Linked DNA regions of Mus musculus: region 2 is linked to region 1. Evidence: chromatin contacts called from public HiChIP or PLAC-seq data. All regions are on one chromosome and are shown on one strand. Each heading gives the region's core, a stretch centred on a gene start, on an enhancer-like site or on the middle of the called end of the contact. The rest is flanking DNA. Distances are from core to core; before and after follow the strand shown.

The links. HiChIP or PLAC-seq counts read pairs in DNA pulled down with a chosen protein or histone mark.
Region 2: a contact with region 1 is called in an H3K27ac HiChIP or PLAC-seq map of embryonic fibroblasts, with 4 times the contacts expected there. The contact joins two enhancer-like sites. A contact is called at or near these places in 1 of 15 datasets of contacts at CTCF or cohesin (the NIH/3T3 cell line) and 2 of 115 datasets of contacts at active chromatin or transcription factors (astrocytes and embryonic fibroblasts).

The regions. Positions count from the first base shown.
Region 1 is chr10:56,535,481-56,538,925 of GRCm38.p6, reverse strand. No RefSeq gene overlaps it. Among named protein-coding and RNA genes, the nearest start is that of Gm36595, 110 kb to the right of the region's middle. Within about 2 kb of position 1,680, at least 22 of the 459 cell types and tissues checked have an H3K27ac peak or open chromatin away from gene starts, as enhancers often do. A contact at or near this core is called in embryonic fibroblasts, where this site is marked.
Region 2 is chr10:56,913,106-56,916,550 of GRCm38.p6, reverse strand. No RefSeq gene overlaps it. Among named protein-coding and RNA genes, the nearest start is that of Gm36769, 21 kb to the left of the region's middle. Within about 2 kb of position 1,835, at least 15 of the 459 cell types and tissues checked have an H3K27ac peak or open chromatin away from gene starts, as enhancers often do. A contact at or near this core is called in embryonic fibroblasts, where this site is marked.

The DNA of each region.
Region 1 (3,445 bases), core at 431-2,930:
TCCCCTAAGGAAGCAGGACAAGGAAGCAATGGGCAGGTGTTGTGGATGAAGCAACACTGCACACTGTGATAATTACTGAGTTTGAGAACAGGGAGTGGGGAGGTGGGGGATGCCTTCGATCTATTATATTAATGGTTGGAATTTTCCATAATGAACCGTTTTAAAGAATCACAGAATAGGAGCCAGAGAATCTGCTGTTCAGCAGGCTCTTGGTTATGATTCCTACCAACCACATAGTTGGAAAATGCTTGCTCCAGACCCTGTGAAGCCTCCTACTTGCTCTGGAGAGCATGAGGTTTGCACGTAGCTTGGATCATACGTTCTTTCCTCATTCTTCCTCGTAAACATCTGCGTGATAATTTCTCATCACAAGTCCCTGCCACATTCTTTGAATCCTTTCCACTCTGATTTCCCCCAGAGGATTTTCTGTTTTTAAGGTTGGCTTATTTGCTTCTAGTTTTGTGTGTGTTGGCATGCACACAGGTGCCTAGAGAGGCCAGAAGAGGGCGTCGGATCCCCTGGAACTGGTGTTACAGGTGGTTGCGAGCCACCTGATGAGTGCATGAAACCTGGGTCCCCTCTAAGTATTTGGGGTGAGCCAACTCCACCTGAGGTATTGCTTTGTTGTTGTTGTTGTTGTTTGTTTGTGACTAAGGATAGAGACTAGCCCATCTTGGTGTTCTGCTTCATGCTAGTGTGGTGCTCTACATCTTCTTTAATAACTGGATAATTTTCTTCCAAGCCTTTGGCCAGTGCCATTGCAAGGAACACAGCTAACAATATACTGTCACATAATTACAGAGTGCCCTCGGACAACAAGATAAAGAGGGAACATACCTTTCAGGTCACCGGGAACATCCCCTCTGGTTTTGTACCGTTCTTAGTTTATAGAACAGACGGACCAAGTGAGTCTCTCCTGGAAACTGTCCCATTAGATTGTTGCAACAAAAGTTTCGTTTGCCCTGAAATCTTTTTCTTAAGCTTACTGACTCCTACAATGTGAGATGCCCACCCTGGGAAAGAAGCAAGAGAGCTTAGCCTGCTGCTTATTTTCCCCCCAAGGTGTTGGTCATGAGAAACAATTTGTATCAGCCAAGTGTCAGCCAGGCCACCTCAGCAAGATCCATAAACACACAGACACTCTGGAGCCAAATATTCCAAACACTGGCACCTCTGCAGGCCGCTTTTCCCATGCAGACGCTTTGCTTTGCTCGTTTTGTGTTTTGTTTTGTTTACTATTATTAAGTAGTAAATGTGCTATGTTTAGCAACAAAGTAACGGGGCTGTGAATAAAAGTCCACTCCAGTAACAATACTCATCTGAATAGTGTCTGAGAAATGCCTTCTTCCTTAATTCTTTCATTTGTGATACCTTGGTGATATTGAAGGAAGGGTTAAACACCAGCCTTGCCTTGCCGCTCACAGTGTGGTCCACAACCCGGGGCACATATATTCACATCACTTCAGGGCTTGTTGGAAATGCAGACAATAGAGACAGAAACCGTGTTTTAAAATAGACTTCCAGGGATGCCAGTTCCTACCAAATTAACTTTGGAATCCTGCTACAACAAATTACTACAAATTTAGTAACTTAAGGCAAAATAAATGTGGTTTGTTACAGTGTGTGAGTCAGAAGCTCCACACAGCTCCTACTGGGCTAAACTGAAGCTGTCTCGGACAATGTTTCCTTTTCTGACACCATCCGGCAGAATTCTTCCCTTACTTCTCCCCTTCCAAGGAGCTAGCCCCTCTTTAGTCCCTGATTCCCTCCCCCCAGGGTTGCAATTCTCACACTATTCTTCCACAGTTCTACATTATTCTTGTTGTTGATACAGGTTCTCATGCCTCTGTCCCTGACTGGCTTCAGACTTGCTCTGAAGCTGAGAATAAACTTGACTTTTTAATCCTTCTGTCTCCACCTCTTAAGCATTGCGATTACAAGTACACATCACTGTGTATACATTATGGGCTGCTGAATGTGACGGAAGCCATGGCTCTGTTGCATGCTAGACAAACACTCTACCCACTGAGCTGGACCCCTCCAGACACGATCTTATTTCATCTGACCCAGAATTCATGCAGGAAAAGTCCTTCACTTAAAAATTTCAATGTGTATCTACTATATATGTGCAAGGAGGCCTAGGTCCAGCTGTGTATATTCTCCAGACTCTGAAAGCTCCAAGAGTCTAAGTTAGTTGACTGTTAGTCTTCCTGTGGAGTTCCTATCCCCTTCAGGACCTAGTAGGAGAGGAAAGTGCCTAGCCTCACAGAGACTTGAAGTGTCAGGGTATGGGGGGACAGCCAGGGGAGGGTCCCTACACAGAGGAAGGGGAATGGAGGAAGGATTGTGGGAGGAGGTGACCAGGAGAGGGGGCAGTGTGCATGATGTAAAGTGATATATATATATATATATATATATATATATATATGATTAAAATGGGGTTTTTTTCCTATGTAATTGATTAGACAGGGCTCACTGATTATCCAGGATAACCCTGTGTCTTCAAAAACCCTTGCCTGGTTTTGAAAGAGATTTTTTTTTTTTTTTTTTTTGCTAAGCCATGTAGCCTACTCACTGGTCCCAGGATTTGGGTGTAGACATCTTTGGGGATCACTATTGTCCCTATCATGCACACAGTGCTATTTGAGAAGCTCCAGTCCCACAACTTTAAAAAAAAAAAAAAAGAAAAGAAAGAAAGAAAGAAATAGTTTTTTTAATCTGTTGTTGACTGCATTCTTCTTGTTATGAGCTGAACTATGTCCCCTGAAAAATCTGTTTGTCAAAATCGGAACCCCCTAGTACCTCAGGATGTGACTTTACTGAGAGAGACTTTAGAGATAAAGAAGGTAAAATGAGACCATCTGGGTGAGCCCTATTCCATGTGACTTGTGTTGTTACAAGAAGGGATGGGGCACAGGCAAAGTAGCATATTATGCCTTTAATTCTAGTGATAAAAAGGAAGAAGCGGGTGGATGTCTGTGACTTTGGGGCCAGTGTGGTCTACATAGTAAGCTGCAGTCCAGCCAGAAATATATAATACCCCGATTCTGAAAGTAAATAAACAGGTAAATAAATAAGCAAATAAATAAGAAGGGATGCACAAAGAGCCAAAGGATCACTTGCATTAATTGTTCATGTGCCAAGGACAAAACCCTAAAAAGAAACAAAGCTTACCAACAGCTGGACCTTGAGCCTGCAATGTCCAGAACGATAAGAAAATAAGCTCCTACTTTTTCAAGGCACCTCGCCTCTGTGCTTTGTTCTCTTCTCCTGGCCTAAGTTATATCCCAGTGCCTTGCAAACTACGTTGCAGCAATCACACTGATATCTCACCATCCCTGTTGCTTCGTTGTCCTAGACTGATGTCCTTCTGACCCCATTTAGTCACTCCAGTCTCTTCCTGTTCTTCACTTGGACATGACCCAGAACAAACTCATCCTACCTG
Region 2 (3,445 bases), core at 586-3,085, 380 kb before region 1:
AGATCATTCATAAGCTAAGCTAAGCAGAGGGGTAAGGGATTTTAATCAATGGGAGACCACTTACCTGATCCCTAGTCTTTTTTCCCTTACTTCTTAGATCATTCATAATTTAAGCAAAACTAAGCAAGCGGGTAAACAATTTAAGTCTGTTGGAGCTTATGTGAGAGCTTTGCTTTGACACCTCAGCACCAAAATACACAAAAAAATAAAACAAGCAGAGGCATCCTTTCTCAGGTTTCTTACATTCTTGCCTGTGACTTCTAAGCAACAGCCTCTTCATGCTTTTCGTACCACAAACCTTGATGAAGTCTCCAGTGCATGCTAACTGCAGTGCATGCTGGGGTGCTGGTGTTTTTCAGGGGTGAGCTGAGTCCCAGCTATAATGCAATCCCAGATTTCATCTAATCAAACACAAAGCCAAGGGGTAAACAGTATGATCTGGGAGAACTTGATAAAAGGAGAATGAAGCCAAGTGCCTAACTTTGGTCAACTCAGTTCCAGCCCAATAGCGGACAATAGATAAAGCCACGAAAATGAAATGGATCTGATGGAACTACTTGGGCCATTATTGCTAAAGGGATCTATTTGAAATTTCCTGTCTTTGAGCACAATGAATATATATATATATATATATATATATATATATATATATATATATATATATATATATGTCCTTTTTATACTTTGAATTGTATCTGTACAATATTAAATGTTTTCCAAATCGTGGATATGTCCAAAATAAATATAGTTCTCCTTGAATCCACATGACTTGCTTTGTTCTCATTGTAATTTGGATTTGAGTGAGAATGGCCCCATAAGCTCATGTGTTTGAATACTTGAAGCCCTATCAGTGGAACTGTTTGGAAATGATTAGGAGGTATGGTCCTGTTGAAGGAGCTGTGTCACTGGGAGCAGGCTTTCAGGTTCCAAAAGGCTCTGATATGTTCCCTCTCTGCCTCCTTCTTTCAGATCAGGTTGTGAGCTATCAGGTTGTGAGCTATCAGCTATTTCTGCCTTTATACGTTGGCTCAGCCATCATGAAATTAACCTTCAAAAACGGTAAGCCCAATTAAATGCTTTCTTTTACAGTTGCCTCTGTCATGGTGTTTAAGTACAACAATAGAAACCTTAAAAAATACAGTCTGTGTGCTCCTTTCTCGTCCACCCTCTTCCTTCTTGCCACCGTCCTTCCACAAATAGTTGACAGCTCCAAATTACTTTCTCAACCCTGCCTCTTAATTAATTATGAATCCTTATCTCCTTATCACTTCCTGTCCGAAACCTGCTGCTTGTACCTTTTCACTGGGCACAACATAAATTTTCCTTAAACAATAATAATAACTTGGAGGGTAAACTGAAAATAGATTAGATGGATTCTAAGGCATTCTTAGCCTTGGACCCAGAATTACATAGAGAGAATATATTTTGAAAATATGCTGTCACTCAGCTGGGAAAGGGAGTCGGACTGCTTCCCTTTCTGTGGCACCCACACCATTATTTGCCTGTGAGACAAAACTATTCCAAATTCTTCTTTCATTACCAATCTACTGCCAGGCCCATGTCTACCACAGACCTATGTTGGTCACCCCTAATAAGCTGGATAGTGTCTGTGTGCCGGGATTAGTTGTTTGCTTTCTCAAAGATAATCTGTTCCAAGAAATATAATGATATTTTATTAATTTTTGAATAGTCAATGTATGGGCTATTCATGAAGCATGCCAAAATAGTTTTAAAATGACACCATGGAAAAGCATTAGCCAAGCACTCAACTCAGCTCTTAAAGACAGAATTCAAACGCAGTTTCAAGCACTCTCAGAAAAACAATCTTTATCTGCTTATGACTGTGACTTATTTTGACTCTGCTAGGAAATTCTCAGGGTGGAAATTTCCTGAGCTGACAGCAGGTCATGCTGAATTGAAGCCATCGCCCTTGGGGGAAGGCAGGAGTTAAAGAATGTAACTGGATTTATTTCTTATTAGTTATATATCCAAGAAAGCATCGAGGACTGGCTTTCTTATTTCTGAGTTTTAGAGACAGTGGATCAGTTTTTCCACTCAGTCTCTCTTAGCAGGATAAGACCAGATACCCAACGTGAAGCTCCGACTTACTGCATATTTTCCAGTCTTCTTTTTACAACAGAGGAGCTTTATCTTTTCCTTTTCATTGTTTATTTTTTCCAAGCTCATATTGTCTTTTCCATGGCATGATGTCAGGATGGTGAAGGTAGGTATGCTGCAGCGTGTGAATGGATCTCCAGCATTTCAGCCTGGCTAAGTGGCAGGCAGGATTTTCCCGCAAAGGGTGATGAAGGCAGGCTGACTCAGACAATCTGTGCCACCACTTCATCTCCCAACTCACGCTTAGGAAAGCTGGGCTTTTCCTTTGGTACCTACAGAATCTCTTTTAGTCATTGTTCACATTAAGGGAAATCTTGATAGATAAAATTTTGACATGGATTTGATTGCATCCTTGAGATGAGGCCTGTGACTTGAAGGTAAAAGAGACACTTTTTTTAAGTTATTTGTATGTGTGTGTGTGTGTGAGGGGGTGGGGGGGGAGACAGAGACACAGAGAGAGACAGAGACACAGAGACAGAGAAGGAAAGACAGAGAGGTATCCACAGATGTCAGAAAGGGGCGTTGAATCCCTTGGAACTAGATTTATAGTTCACATATATGACTATATGTGCCTGATGTGGGTTCTGGGGTCTGAACCCTAGTTCTCTGAATGAGGGGTAAGTCCTTTTAACTGCTCATCCATATCTGCAGCCTTAAAATTAGTCATATTTAATGAATTTTAGTCTTTCAACTTATAAAGAGTGTTCCTTCTCTGGTGTTACCCTTTGTGTGTCTTCTTTCTTCTTTCTTCTTTCTTCTTTCTTCTTTCTTCTTTCTTCTTTTTAACATCTTGTGAGACAACATTGTAAGCTATAGCAGCTATGATGCTGCCTGACAACACACACACACACACACACACAAAGTGCCATAACAGGGATACATAACAGGGATAACAGCATTGAATAAAACGAATGAAGTCTTATCCTAATGAGCCTTACATTCCAATAAAGGAAATGGATTGTAAACTCATAGACATATCTTTGACATGGTTTATTAATCATGCTTTAATTGTGCCTTGTGCCCATCTCAACTCCATCACCTTTGATTTTTTTGTGCTTCTGTCTTTAGATTGAGATATCAAGTCATGGTATAGTATACTAAAGCAAAAATATAAAGAAATATATACTAGCTTCATCCTTGGCTTGCGTGATTACCAGATATGTGATCTCAAATTCCTTAACCACTTTGATATTCACCTTTGTAGTTTGGGTGGTGGATGCTCCTAAAAGGTCTATGTGCTCAAGTCTTGACATCATTATCTATATTGAGCATTGCTGTGGATGAGGTATGGCCTCATGGACAACCTTTGGTCATAGGCATCATGTCC